2 separate regions of the Capra hircus genome follow, and region 2 is linked to region 1. A link is a contact called in public Hi-C data. All regions are on one chromosome and are shown on one strand. The core of a region is the stretch at or near the end of the contact, and the rest is flanking DNA. Distances in the headings are between cores, read along the strand shown. Region 1 has its middle 47 kb from the start of FBXL14. Region 2 holds the start of CACNA2D4 (voltage-dependent calcium channel subunit alpha-2/delta-4).

Region 1 (6,549 bases), core at 1,159-3,658:
GGCCGGCAGGGCTGGAGTCCTCACCAAAAAGAAACATCCAGGAGGGATGAGGGTGGCCAGATGTTCCTGTAAATCTCCCAGGGCCCTTGGGAGCAGAGATGGCAAATGTGGAATTTGCCGTCTTCAAATGCCCTGCGGCCGCCTGCTTGCATCCTTCTGATTGGAGAGCACTCATGGTCCTGCTTTCCCGTCTTGGGCTGAGGACGAGAGGAGCGTTTGTGGACAAGGACGTGAGTCCACTCGCACATGTAAGGGGCTGTGTTCCTTCCTTGGTGGGGACCTAACCTCCATCTCCCTGAGCCACGGCCAGGTCCCCAGCTCCTCGCCTGGCTGCGCTCCTGTCTGGCCACACGGTGTCGCTGTTTCACCAGCTCCAGCCCAGCGTCTGCCACTCACACTTTAGTTCAAAAGCTGGTCGTGGGGTCCTTGTGCCAGAAACAGACTCTGGGAAGCAGAACAGCTGAGTTTTCGATGTTTCATTTGAACACATTTGGGAAGAATCAGGTCAGTGTGATTTTACTAATTCTTTTTTTCCACACTGCGAGACCTCTAGTAGGTGGATCCCCTTCACACATTAAACCCAGCTCTTTTGCAAACAGCTGTCTGTTCCTGGGCTGGGAAGATCCCCCGGAGGAGGACATGGCAACCCACTCCAGATTCTTGCCTGGAGAATCCCATGGACAGAGGAGCCTGGCGGGGTACAGTCCACAAGGTCACAAAAGTCGAACGTGACCTAGTAACAACACACAGCACAAAATTCCCCAGCCAGGGATTAAGCCCGGTCCCTCGCAGTGAGAGCTCAGAGTCCCAGCCACTGGACCTCCAGGGAACTCCCATATTTCACTAATTTGTTAAAAATTGAGTGTGGAAGGATGATGAGGGGAGTGCCCAGTCCAGCTGGGATGGGCCACTGAGACATGGGTGATGATAATGGAGCTCGGGCTCGGAAGTGGCTTGGGTCAGCCTCCGAGCCGGCAGCCAGATGCTCTTCTTGCTTGATGGTCATCATCCCAGAGGTGGGGAGTCACTGTAGTTTCCACAGAGGACTGACTGTACCAGCTGCTCTGCGTACATCATCTATAATTCCCTCGGTACCTCCGCAAGGTTGGTGTCATTATCCACAAGTTCCGGATGGGAGGAAAGACTCAGAGAAGCGAAGGAACATCCTCTGACTCACACAGCTGCTAGCTGATGCTGACTGACTCCAGGGGCCCTTCTGTCCCCTTGGTGGGTTTCTGAGTGATCCCAGGATGTGAAGTAAGAGGGGCCTGTTTCCTTCTGAGCCTCAGATGTGCGCACTGATCTGCCCCTCAGACCACCATGAATTTAGGATGAGGAGGGTGAGCAGGGAAATTTCTTCTGATGGAGGCACAAGGCTGTCCTCAACCTAAGGTAAGAGGACCAGCTGTGCAGGGCTGTGGGCTCAGAGAATCTGCCTTGCACACAGGGGAGACAGCTGTTTGCAGAAGAGCTGGGTTTAAAAGCGTGAAGGGCATCAGCCTGCTAGAAGTCAGTGTCTAGGCACTCAAAACTGACTCTGCACGAGCGGACATTGGGCCTTCCTGATAGCATCTCCCCAGGTGGCGCTAATGGTGAAGAACCCACCTGCCAATGCAGGAGACGTAAGAGACACAGGTTCGATCTCTAGACCAGGAAGATCCCCTGGAGAAGGAAATGGCAACCCATCCCAGTATTCTTGCCTGGGAAATCCCATGACAGAGGAGCCTGGCACACTACAGTGGATGGGGTTGCGAAAGTCAGGCACGACTGAGCTCACACACACACACACACACACAAGAAACTAAAATCAGTACAGTCTGTCCCCAAAGCCTCCTCCTTCGTAAGACGTGTGAACGGATAATAACTTCCTAGACCTGTTTCTAACCTCTGCTATGGTCAGTTGGACCCCTTTGGATGACCAGATAAGGAGGGCATTTCTTGGAGGCAGACCTGAGCCTTGAGCTTGGCTTCATCATGGGCCCGTCTAGCTTTGGAGAAACCCAGAGGACACAATGTGCACTGAAGGGGCGCTCAGCTGGTCCCAGTCCAGGGGACAGCAGCCCGAGAGGAGCCTCTGTGGATGCCAGTACCCACATAGGTCTGGGCAGGGCAGAGCTGGCCACTGCATGCCCTCCGCCCACCCTGGCCAGGGACCAGCCAGCAGAGGCCGCCAGCCAGCACGTGGATGTCACGTTCTCGCTAAAGAAAGCCCCTGCGGTCACCTCTGCTTCTGCTTCTACCAGTCCTGAGTCTGGCCACAAATTGAGGGCTTTTCCAGATAAAAATTCTGTTAAGCTACAGGTCAGTGTGACCCTGTAAGATAGGGACTTGCTTCTTAACCCCAGAGTCAGACACCAGAATTCCGGCCCGGCTCTGCTCTTGGCTTGTGCAAGAGCCCTGGATGCAGCCCTGGATTCCAGGCTTTGGTTTGTTATCCAGTGCTTCCTGCTCCGAGGCGGGCTTTGTGAAGCTCGGCTGCCACAGAGACAGGCAAGAACTTTGAGCAGTGTGCCCACTCCCACTCTTAGCTGGTATTTAGGTGTGCTGTGGACTGACCCAGTGATCCCTGGCTTGTTTTCTGAGCCCCTTATTGTGTATTCCCCACAAAGTGGTTAAAAAACAAAAATGAAAAAAACCAAAACACTCTCTTGGCCAAATAGACTTTTTTTTTTTTTTTGGTAACAAAAAGAACCAAAGTGGAAATAAAGGCTATCTTTCTAAGCAGAAAGAAACTATTTGTCACCAGGATAGGTAACTGAGAGTTATAGATTTCACTCCCCAGAGAAGTTTAAGGAAATAAGGGGCATTGAGATGTTTGGGGAACTTTAGTAGTGTCTGGAGACAGGTTGAAAACCAGATACTCCCTGGAGACTCATTTCAGCTACAGGACTGTGAGGCCTGCCTCCCTCAGGGGAGCTAACCACACACACCAGGACAGGCTCAGGTTTGGTGCAGAGGATGGGCCAAGTCATCTCAGGCAGTTCCCTTAGCAATAAAACAGGGATCATAATATGTGTTAGTTGCTCAGTCATGTCTGACTCTTTTCGACCCCATGGACTGTGTCTCAGGCTTCTCTGTCCATGGGATTCTCCAGGCAAGAATAGTGGAGTGGGTAGCCATTCCCTTCTCCAGGGGATCTTCCCAACCCAGGGTTCGAACCTGGGACTCCCACATCGCAGGCAGATTCTTTACCATCTGAGCCACCATAATATATTTCCTTCAGATAAGATAGAGGCTATGAAAGCTTTCTGTAAAACATTAAGTCTTATTTTTTAAAATTTTATGATTTTTTAAAATACATGTGTAGAAAGTTCACTGTGGCCTAGTTTATTTTTTTCTTTATACATTTGGGCTTCACAGTGCGGCATGTGGGATCTTAATTCCCAGATCAGGGATCAAAGCCGTGCTTGCTGTGGTTGAAGTGCAGAGTTTTAACTGGACTCCCAGGGAAGTCCCATAAGGTCTTTTTAAAGGCTGAGATATTGGTACTTGTATCAAGGCAAGATCAAAGGTAACATGGTTTTTAAAAAGCACACAACTATGACATGTAAGATCTTTGGAATCATCTCTCAGTCAAAGTTGCGGCTTCACAGGTGGCTCAGTGGTAAAGAACCTGCCTGCCAATGCAGGAGATGAGGGTTCGATCCCTGGGTTGGAAAGACCCCAGGAGGAGGAAATGGCAACCCACTCCAGTTCGCTTGCCTGGAGAATCCCATGGACAGAGGAGCCTGGTGGGCTATAGTCCGGGATTCGAAAAGAGTCAGACATGACTGAGGATGCATGCACGTACTTGATCAGAGCCAATCGAAAATGCAAGGAATCTAATCTGGATTCGTTTGGCTTTTCGTATACCCAGAAATTCACCGTTCTTCTCTAGGTTGACTTTGATCTTTCTTGAGAAGGGGACCACTGTGCTCTTCCAAAAGAAGTCATTAAAAAAATATATTAAAAAAATTTTTTTTGGCTGCACTGTGTGGCAAGTGGGACCCTAGTTCCTCCTCCAGGGATCAAACCTGAATCCTCTGCATTTGAAGGTGGAATCAACCACAGGAAAGTCTGGAAACCACTTTTTAAGTCTATTTCCTGCTGTTTCTGGACCTTAGGGAACTTCAAAAGGGCAAAGAAACCTTGCACAGAAGCAGCAAGGAAGCAAGCCCAACCCTGGACCTCTGGAAGATGTGGCCAAGGAACCAGGCCCTTACTCCACCCTCCACAGGGTCTGGCCACCCACTCAGAGCCCCGTCTCCTCGCTGCCTACACCCCAGGCCACGCAGCCACGTGGAGGGCCCAGACCTGGGACTGCTCCACAGTCACAGAGGATACAAGTTGAGAAGCAGGTCTTTACTCAGGGTGGTGGTTCTGCTACCATCATCCTGGCCTTGATTTCAGTGAGGCAAGCAGTTGTCTACAGATGCCCTGAACAGCAAAGCTCACACATTCCCTTGTTTATCTGGGGAAATGCCTTCTAACTCTAAACAATTGACTTACCAAGTCCCTGAGAACAATGCCCATTCATCAGACGGGGACATTCTGCTCCCTGGGAGAGGGAGTGAGCGGGGTGTCACCCTGCAAGCTGGCAGACACCCTGCAAGTGTCCCAGCGCTTACTCAGAACATGAACATGCAGGGTGGGCTGGTCCAAACCTGCCCGGAGGAACACATCCTGTGCCCCTGGCCCTGACACGTCCTGCCCGCATGCGCCTGCTCTTCTTTCTGAGCTGGAGAATACTGACTGGGTGCCTGGGTCCTCTGCTGAGGTCACATCCATGCCTTCAGATACCATCTAGGACAGAAACATTGAGAACAAACTTCACTCCCGGGGCGGGGTGGGGACCTCTTACTGTGTCTGCTCACTTCTTAACAGAACAGGGGAAGTGAAATTGTTTAGAAATCAGAACATGGAGGTTTTTGTTTGGGGTTTTTGTTTTGTTTTGTCTTGGTGTTGCTTGTTTGTTTGCATTGCATGTAGGGAAATGCTTTATTTGTTTTTTCTTTTTTTTTTTTCTTTCAGTTTTATTTTTTATTTTTTTAAAATGTAACTGACTCACTAAGTTTTAGGGGACCAGCACCTGACTTACACATATTCTGAGATGATGACCATGATGAGCTTAGTGTAAATCCATTATCTCAAGAGTCCCTGGGGGTCCAGTGGTTAGAATGTTGCGCTCCCACTGCTGGTGCCCAAGTTTGATCCCTGGTCGGGGAACAAAGATCCCACAAGCTGAGCAGTGCAGCAAAAAAAAAAAAAAAAAAAAAAGAACAATCTATCACCTCCTAGAGACTTTAAAAAGAAAACCTTTTCTCCTTGTGAAGAGGACATTTATGACCTACCTTCTTAACAGTCTCTAGACACTCCATATAACAGTGTTAACCACAGTTCGAAGGCTGGACATGACATCTTGGGACTAGTAGAATTCTAAGCAGAGGTAGAAAGAGCTTCGTGAGGCTGAAAGCTTACGCAGTCAGAATGGCGGGCCGGCGGGGTGTGTGTGTGTGTGTGTCGGGGGGTGGGGCACAGCAATTTTTAAAATTACAAATGACATACAAGGCCTTCCAATACAAGAAAGAGACCATGAAGCCTAAGATTCATTCACTTACGGAAAACCCAACTTTGGGAAAAAAGGAAAGCACCCAGAAGATTCCTGGGAAACACAGTCTTACACAGCTGTGAATGGCTTTTCCCAAAACATTCTTGGGCTTCCCAGGTGGCTCACATGGTAAAGAATCCACCTGCAATGCAGGAGACACGGGTTCAATCCCTGGGTCAAGAAGATCCCCTGGAGAAGGGAAAGGCTACCCACTCCAGTATTCTTGCCTGGAGAATTCCATGGACAGAAAACATTCTTACTCCTTCTTGCCTTGACTGAAATCTGCATTTTTCCTGACAAAGCCATTTAGGCTAGAGCCCTCTGGGGTAAAGGCCCTCTTTGCTCCCAGCCCCCAGGTGTGGCCGTCTGGTCTGGTGGGGGGAGTTGCCACACCCCGCCGTTAAAGACCTGGCTTTGTAGGGGCTCCAGCCAGACCACCTCCCCCATTTTGGTTGCTGTCCTCCAGCCACCTCAGAGGAGAGACGGTCAAACTCATGAAGACGTGATTAACCTCATTTATAGCAAATGAAGTGTTAGTTCAAACTATAGGAGATATAATTTTTCCACCTAATAGATGACCTTGCTGTCATTGTTTAGTTGCTTAGTTGTGTCCAACTCTTTTGTGACCCCATGGACTGTAGCCCACCAGGCTTCTCTATCCATAGGATTCTCCAGGCAAGATTGCTGGGGTGGGTTGCCACGTCCCTCTCCAGGGGATCTTCCCAACCCAGGGATAGAATTCGAGTTTCTGGTATTGGCAGGTGGATTCTTTACCACTGAACTCCCTGGGAAATCCTTAATAGATGAGTAATGATGAGCAAATTTGATGCGCTGCTCTATGGGAGAGGAAGGGAACAAACAGGTACTCCATGCATTGCTGCTGGGAGTAAAAAGCACCACCTCCTCAGAACAATCTATCAAAATGTAAAAGGCACATATCCTGGGATTTCCATGGTGGCGCA
Region 2 (6,561 bases), core at 1,790-4,289, 140 kb after region 1:
GAAGTCCACCCGGATGGATAGCAGCCTCTGCCCTCCCACTGGATGTTCACACCGGGGCCAGGATGGCCTTGTCTCCTCCAAAACCTCCCATGCAGATGACAAATGACTTCTCTTATCAGACGTCCTCTGATTCATATCTGTCAGAGGGAGAGGTTGAGGCCCAGAGAGGTCGTGAAACTCAACTGAGGTCACACAGCTGCTCAGGGGCTGGGCCTCCACATGCTGCCTCTAGGGATGGCTCTCAGGGGCTGCGAGGCTCGAGATCTTGGTGCCCAACCCCACACCCTGTGAGCCGCAGGGCTGGGCACTGCCTGACCCTTGGCCAGTGAGCCTGGGCACTAAGAGGGCCGCTGAGTCACTGTCTGGGCCCCGGGAAGCCATCTGGGCACGAGTTACTTAGTCCCCAAATTGCAGGTCCATGGCTTTCACCCCAAACAGCCACGTCTCCAGCTCCCTCATGAGTCAGAGGAAGGAGAAAATCGGAGGAAACTTGCTTGGCTGAGGGGCTGGTGTGGCGATGGGGAGAGTGAGGGGAGTCAGGGGGAGCTGGCATTGCTACCTGCCCAGGGCCAGGACAGCTGGAGGGGACAGGCATGACCTTAAAAGCCAAGGGCTCCTTCAGCAGTGCTTAGGAAACAATCTGAAGCTGCAGAGGGGAGAAGAAGGGGAACACGGACCCTCAGCCATGGGCAGTGGGACAGCAGCACCCTCCTTTGTGAGGGTCTGGAAGTCGTGATGCCAGGGGGACTGGAGCTTAAGGGGTCTAGTGAGAACCCGGCGGGTCATCTTTAATCGACAGAGCAGTGAACTACTCATGGCAGGGTTTGCCAGCTCCCACCCAGGGGCCCTGCAGCTAGGACACCGTGGCAGGCAGGGTGGAGCACTGAGTGGGCGGCTCTCCGCTGGCCCCTGCCTGCTCCCCAGTGTGGGGCCTGCATCTGGCCCACCCACTCCCTCTCCCATTGGTCCCTCACCCCCACAACCTCTTGTTCCCGGATCCCATCTCAGGGTTGGCTTCCCGGCCCCTGAGCTGACATCCCACCAGCTTGCTCTGTGTCTTGGGCGAATCATTCCCCTCCCTGGGCCTCAGTTTCACCGTCTGAAATGGGGATTGGATTAGATGGTCCCCAGGGCCCTTCATAAGCACAGACATCCTGCTTCCCCACCAGGACGGAGTCCCTGGCTCTGATCACCTGGCTGACTGCCCAGCCGCCCTAGGTGGACTGACCTTCTGCAGCAGGAGGGAGCCTGAGTACTTGGTGACAGTGTTATACAGGTCCCGGCCAAAAGTGTCTGCCCACAGCTTCACTCTGCCGGACAGAAGGAGTACATGTGTGCATGCACGCACGCACACACACGTGCATGCACACATGAATGCACACACGTGCACATACACATGGAGGCACAAAGATGCGCACACGTGCACACAGACAGATGCACACATGCATGTGCAGACACACACGTGTGTGTACACACGCACACACACGTACACACACCCTTGCACACACACATGCATGCACACAGACACAAAGACACAAAGATGCACACCCATGCACACACATGTATACACGTATGCACACACACACAGACAGATGCACACAGACGCATGTACATAGGAAGCCTGTGTCTACACGCAGAGACACCCACTGATGCACATACACAAACCCGCACAATCATGCAGAGACACACATAACATAGACATACAGGTAGACAGGGACACACACAGGCACACACACAATTACACACTGCCGTACACCAAGGAAAACACACCAACACAGTCCACCCCCTGTAGGGCAGGGATCCAGAGGACCCGTCAGGACTCAACAGTTACACTATGATCAGAACCCCTTGGCTAGGACCCCGCTGAGGGGCAGAGCTGACCACCCAGAGCCAAGCCCTAACCCCACACCCCGAGGGCTAGAGAGAAGGGAGCGAGGCTGAGCGTGGGCAGGTTGGGCGGGAGACCCTGAGGACGTGCACAGATGCAGCTTCTCAGCCAGCTGTCCTCCAGCTGCCCCTTGCAGGTCACCCTGGGGCCACGACTCCTCTTCTAAAGGCTTGGTGGGGGGATGTGAGGCAGAGAGGCCGAACCTCTGAGCTGTGTCTGGGAGGCTGGGGCCGCAGGCAGGTGACAAAGTAGAGGTGGGACCCCCTCCATGGGGACAGTGGACCTCAAACCTCGTGCACGGCTCAGCCCCACACAAACCCCGGGCATCCGTGGGCTGCAGGGCCCCCTTCTGTAAGACCAAGGCTGACAGCAGTCTGACTTGTGCTGGGCTCAGGTGTGATGAACAGGTAGCCCCTTTAGTCCAGGATGCTCTGCACCCATCCCAATTGAAACTGTATTTAACGGAGCCACCAGAACTAAGCACTAAAGACCAGACACCCCCACGGAGCCACACAGTAGTTTATACACAGAATGACTGGAAGCTTCCCTGGAGCTGCTCTTAGTGACAGAATGTAGGACTGGGGCCAAGAGGGAGGCAGACAGGCATAAAAAGGGAATGGGGAACCCCCTTCACTCTCCCTGACTCCTGGCTGCACAAGCTGGTGGTCAGTTTAGGCCTGTTTACCCTCATAATGTCGAGATGTGGGTTTCCTGGCAAATCCTTGGGGGACCCTGATGGTCACTTCCAGCAACTCGGCTCCCACTCCAACTGCTCATCCCGCAATCACCCCCCAGGTGCTGAGGGTGCCAGGAGTTGTGGGGACCTCCATGATCAGGTCTGGGGAGGGGATGGGGGTGGGGCCCTAAATGGCAGAGGTTTGGGAAAGAGAAGAGTTTCACAGGAGAAAAGGATAGGGGGACTGGGGGGCGAGGACTGAGATGGGCCGGGGAGGGGTGGGGAGGGAGGAAAGGGTCTCTGGGGCAGGGGGCTGGCCTCGAGGCTTACGTTTCCACAGGGATCCTGACCTGCCCCTGTGTTGGGGGCAGGGATGTGCTGGACAGCAGGCACAGGAGGATCGCTGTCTTCCGCAGGGAGGCCCAGGCCACAGAGGTGGGGCTGGGGTCTGCATGGATGCTCAGGGGCCCAGGCATGGTCCCCCTGTGGGATGAGGCTGGGGAGCAGCCTCAGACCCTGAGCTCTGTCTGCCCAGACCCCTCGCACGGCCCCACACCTTCTGCTTCCGGGTCTGGACAAGCCTGTGGTTCCCCAGCTTCCAGTGGGGTCCTGGCTGCAGTGTCTGTGCGTGAGGAGGGGGCTCCCCTGTCTGTCCTGCAGAGGGGCGGCCCCACCTGAGCAGCAGGCTCCCAGGAGAGGGACTGACAGGAGAGGCTGGGACAGAATGAGCCAGTTAATCTGCCGGCCTCTTCTCTAATCCCCGCCCGGCAGCAGGAGGGTGGCGGCAGGGACCTCAGTGGGATTATCCTGGTTTCAGAAGTGGGGGCCGGCTCACCACGTGTGAGCCTCAGGCTCCCATGTCACAGAGGCAGACCAGTCCCTGGACCCAGGAGACGATGCAGCAACCCTGACCCTGTGACGAATCTGCTCCTGAAACCTCAGAGCCATCCTGGGGTCCGTGTGAGTATCCCCATTTGCTCAGGGAGGTGAGGGGACAGGGTGTCTCTGCCTGGGCTCCCACGTCCAGCCCGCTGCCTTCGGCCAGGTCACAGATAATGTCCACAGTCAGCGGCCCCAAGTGCCCCACATCTCACCTGGTTCTAGGTTGGGGACCCATTTTCTGGGAAGCTCCATCCTCGCCCCCCCGCCCTCCCCACCCCTTGCACAGATCCAGCCCCTAATGCTCGTCCAGCCGCTGCTGGTCAAGGCCTACGTCCATCTGCATCTCAGGCCCACTGTCTGATTTCCCCCATCCTAGGTGGACCTGGGGGCACTGTGGGCCGCAGGGGTCCGGCCGAGAGGAAGCCGAGTGGGGATACAATGAGTCTGGCTTGTGTAGCTACCTAGACTGTTGTCTCCAGCCGTCCCGGCAGGGTGGCTCCAGGGACACTCACCGCCTGCCCTCAGGGCTGCTGCCCCACAACAGGACCACCCCCAGCAGCAGCGTGACCACCTCACAGCATCCCCCGCTAGCAGTGTGCGGGAGGGGAGAGAAACAAAACCACAAGCTCATCTGCAGAAGATTCTACCCACAATGGAACAAAGTGGTCAGTGAGGGACCTGGTTCTCTCCAGGCCTGGTGCTCCTGTTAGGAAGCAGTCGACACTGATTGCCCATAATTATAAACATGACATATGCTGTCTTCTCTTCCGACAGGAATTACACACAACAGGATTTGATGAAAATTCTTGTCTCTGTGGGCCCAAACTGGCAATAGTGCCATATGAGGCCACATCCACCCCTGCCACCATTCAGAGTGCTTCTTGGTTGATGAATCTTGTCCTGATCAAACTCGCTGCTTCCTGCAAAACAGGGCATGGGGCTGCCACAAAAGCAGAGAAACGCCCGGAGAAGCAAGGATTCCCATGACAAACTCCTGTGCATCTCTGGTGGGGAGTCAGTGCTGCGTGCCAGGAGGGGCATCGATCGCTACAGATGCTGGAATTTAGCTCCTAGGAATGCTGGGTTTCAGGAGAATTCTGCATACTCTTCATTTTGAATCATAACAAATTTAGAAAAAGTGCCACAGATGGGTATTGGTCAATTAGCAAATAAAAAGAATCTGTGACTTTTCTAGGTTTTGTGATTTTTGGGGTATTCACCCACTTCTTAAAGTTTGTCATTTGGAGTAACTCTCATTTTATTTTTACTTTAATTTTTTGTTTTTCAATTAAAAAATTAAAGTATAGTTGATTTATAACGTCTCAGGTGTATAGCAAAGTGATTCAGTTATGCATACACATAGACCACTATTTTTGGATTCTTTTCCATTATAGGTTATTACAAGATATTGAATATATTTCCCTGTGCTACACAGTAGGGCCTGGTTTATCTATTTTATATATAGTAGTGTTTGTCTGTTAATCCTAAACTCCTAATTACTCCCTCCCCCAGACACTGTTATTTTAAATAAACGCTCCCTTTTGTGCCTCCCTCTGCACCCGTGTTCCGTGTCTGCTGTGGGTGACTCCCCACGTGACGTGAGCCATGACCCCCCGGCCCGCCCCGCCCAGTTCTGGTACCTGCTCACTGTGGCCGCTGCCTGACTCTGACGCTCTAAGCCCTGCAGCTGCTAGGAAGTCCTGTCCACATCACAGACGCGGGGGTGACTTGGTTCCCCAGCCCCTCAGATCTGCTGGGAAGCCCGAAGACTTCTTGCAAAGAAGCAGGCTGATGGTGGGGTAAAGCACTGGGTGTGCCCCAACAGGCTGTGCAAAGAAGCACGCCTTTCCAGCCTCTCTGAGACACAGCTCGCTGTGCACACGTTGTCCACTCTGGCCCGCTCCAGCTATGGGCCCCCTTACTGCACCACTTGTGACTCCCCAGGCCTGCAGGGGCTCGGTGGGGAGGGCAGAGGGCTTCAGAGTTGAGTGCTTCAGAGGGGGCATTTCTTAGCAGGAATAAAATGACCAGAGCAATAGCTAAGGGCATTACCAAACTCAGAGAGGCCTCTGACCTTCAGACCTCAGGGCTCAGCACTCAGCTGTCGGCCAGGAAGGAGGGAACTTACATCTGGCTTTATTCTTACATCCAGCTTTTATTCCCACAAGGGGAAGAGTATTTCAGTCTTTCATCTCAACTTCCCTACATTTAACCCTCTTTTCTAGGGAATCTTCCTGGTGTCAGGCCCCCACCATGCCCTGGAGATGTGAGGCACAGATTGGAAGGAAGGGTGGACATGATGCTTGAGATAAATACTTAGAATCTATCCAGGGACTCTGGTCTCAAAGCCACCACTCAGCTGAGTGCCATCATGTCTAAGTGAAGTATTTAGCAGCATAGTATGGATAGAAGAGACATTTATTCTCTCCTTGTGGTGGGAAGAAGGCAGGGAGCAATTTTAGGGAAATCCTCCATAGTGAAAAGGACATTTGAATTGGGCTTTGAAGGATGAACAGGAGTTCACCAGTTGGAGACTCGAAGGGACAGAACAGATAGGATAGGAGAAACAGAAGGAGCAAAAGCAGGGAACTGTGGGTATATAATGCTGTAAACACTTTTTGGTAAGAAGTGAGACTCTCATTGTTTATTACTGCAAAGTTATACTTAGCGGCTTAAAAATAAAAGCAATTATCTGTTTAGCTCCTGAGTGTGTGTTTTGGGCAAGGCTCCACAGAAAAGGCTCATTGGTATCCCACGTGGTGTCAGCTTGGGCAGCTCAGTGGGGGCCGGCGGGTCCACCTACAGGAGGGTTTGCTCACACGTTCCGCAGGTCGCTGCTGGCTGTCGGCTGGGACCTCAGCAGGGGCTGAGGCTGGGAGACCTGCTTCCCCTCCTCATGGGCTGCTTGATTTTCCTACAGCACAGTGGCTGGACTCGGGTTTCTTTGGAAAAGAAACTTTCCTCCAATCACCCCATCGTGAGTGCAGGGCCTCTGACAGCGAGACTCTGCCCTCACACCCATTCAGTCCATTTCTAACCCAGAAACTGAGTCCTTTTACTTTTTTTGTTTTAAATATTTATTTGTTTATTGGCCACGTCTTCTGGCATGCGGGAT

The links. A called contact is a pair of places that touch in the nucleus more often than the background predicts.
Region 2: a Hi-C map of blood shows a contact between it and region 1, with 4 times the contacts expected there. The contact joins the promoter of CACNA2D4 here to the enhancer-like site in region 1. A contact is called at or near these places in 2 of 5 Hi-C or Micro-C datasets (both in blood).

Annotation. Positions count from the first base shown.
Region 1 is chr5:107,081,448-107,087,996 of ARS1.2, forward strand. No RefSeq gene overlaps it. Among named protein-coding and RNA genes, the nearest start is that of FBXL14, 47 kb to the left of the region's middle. Within about 2 kb of position 2,409, at least 2 of the 5 cell types and tissues checked have an H3K27ac peak or open chromatin away from gene starts, as enhancers often do.
Region 2 is chr5:107,219,964-107,226,524 of ARS1.2, forward strand. CACNA2D4 (voltage-dependent calcium channel subunit alpha-2/delta-4) reads right to left here and starts at 3,040. Exons shown (of 38, transcript XM_018049066.1): 1 at 2,895-3,040; 2 at 1,229-1,310. The coding sequence starts at 3,040.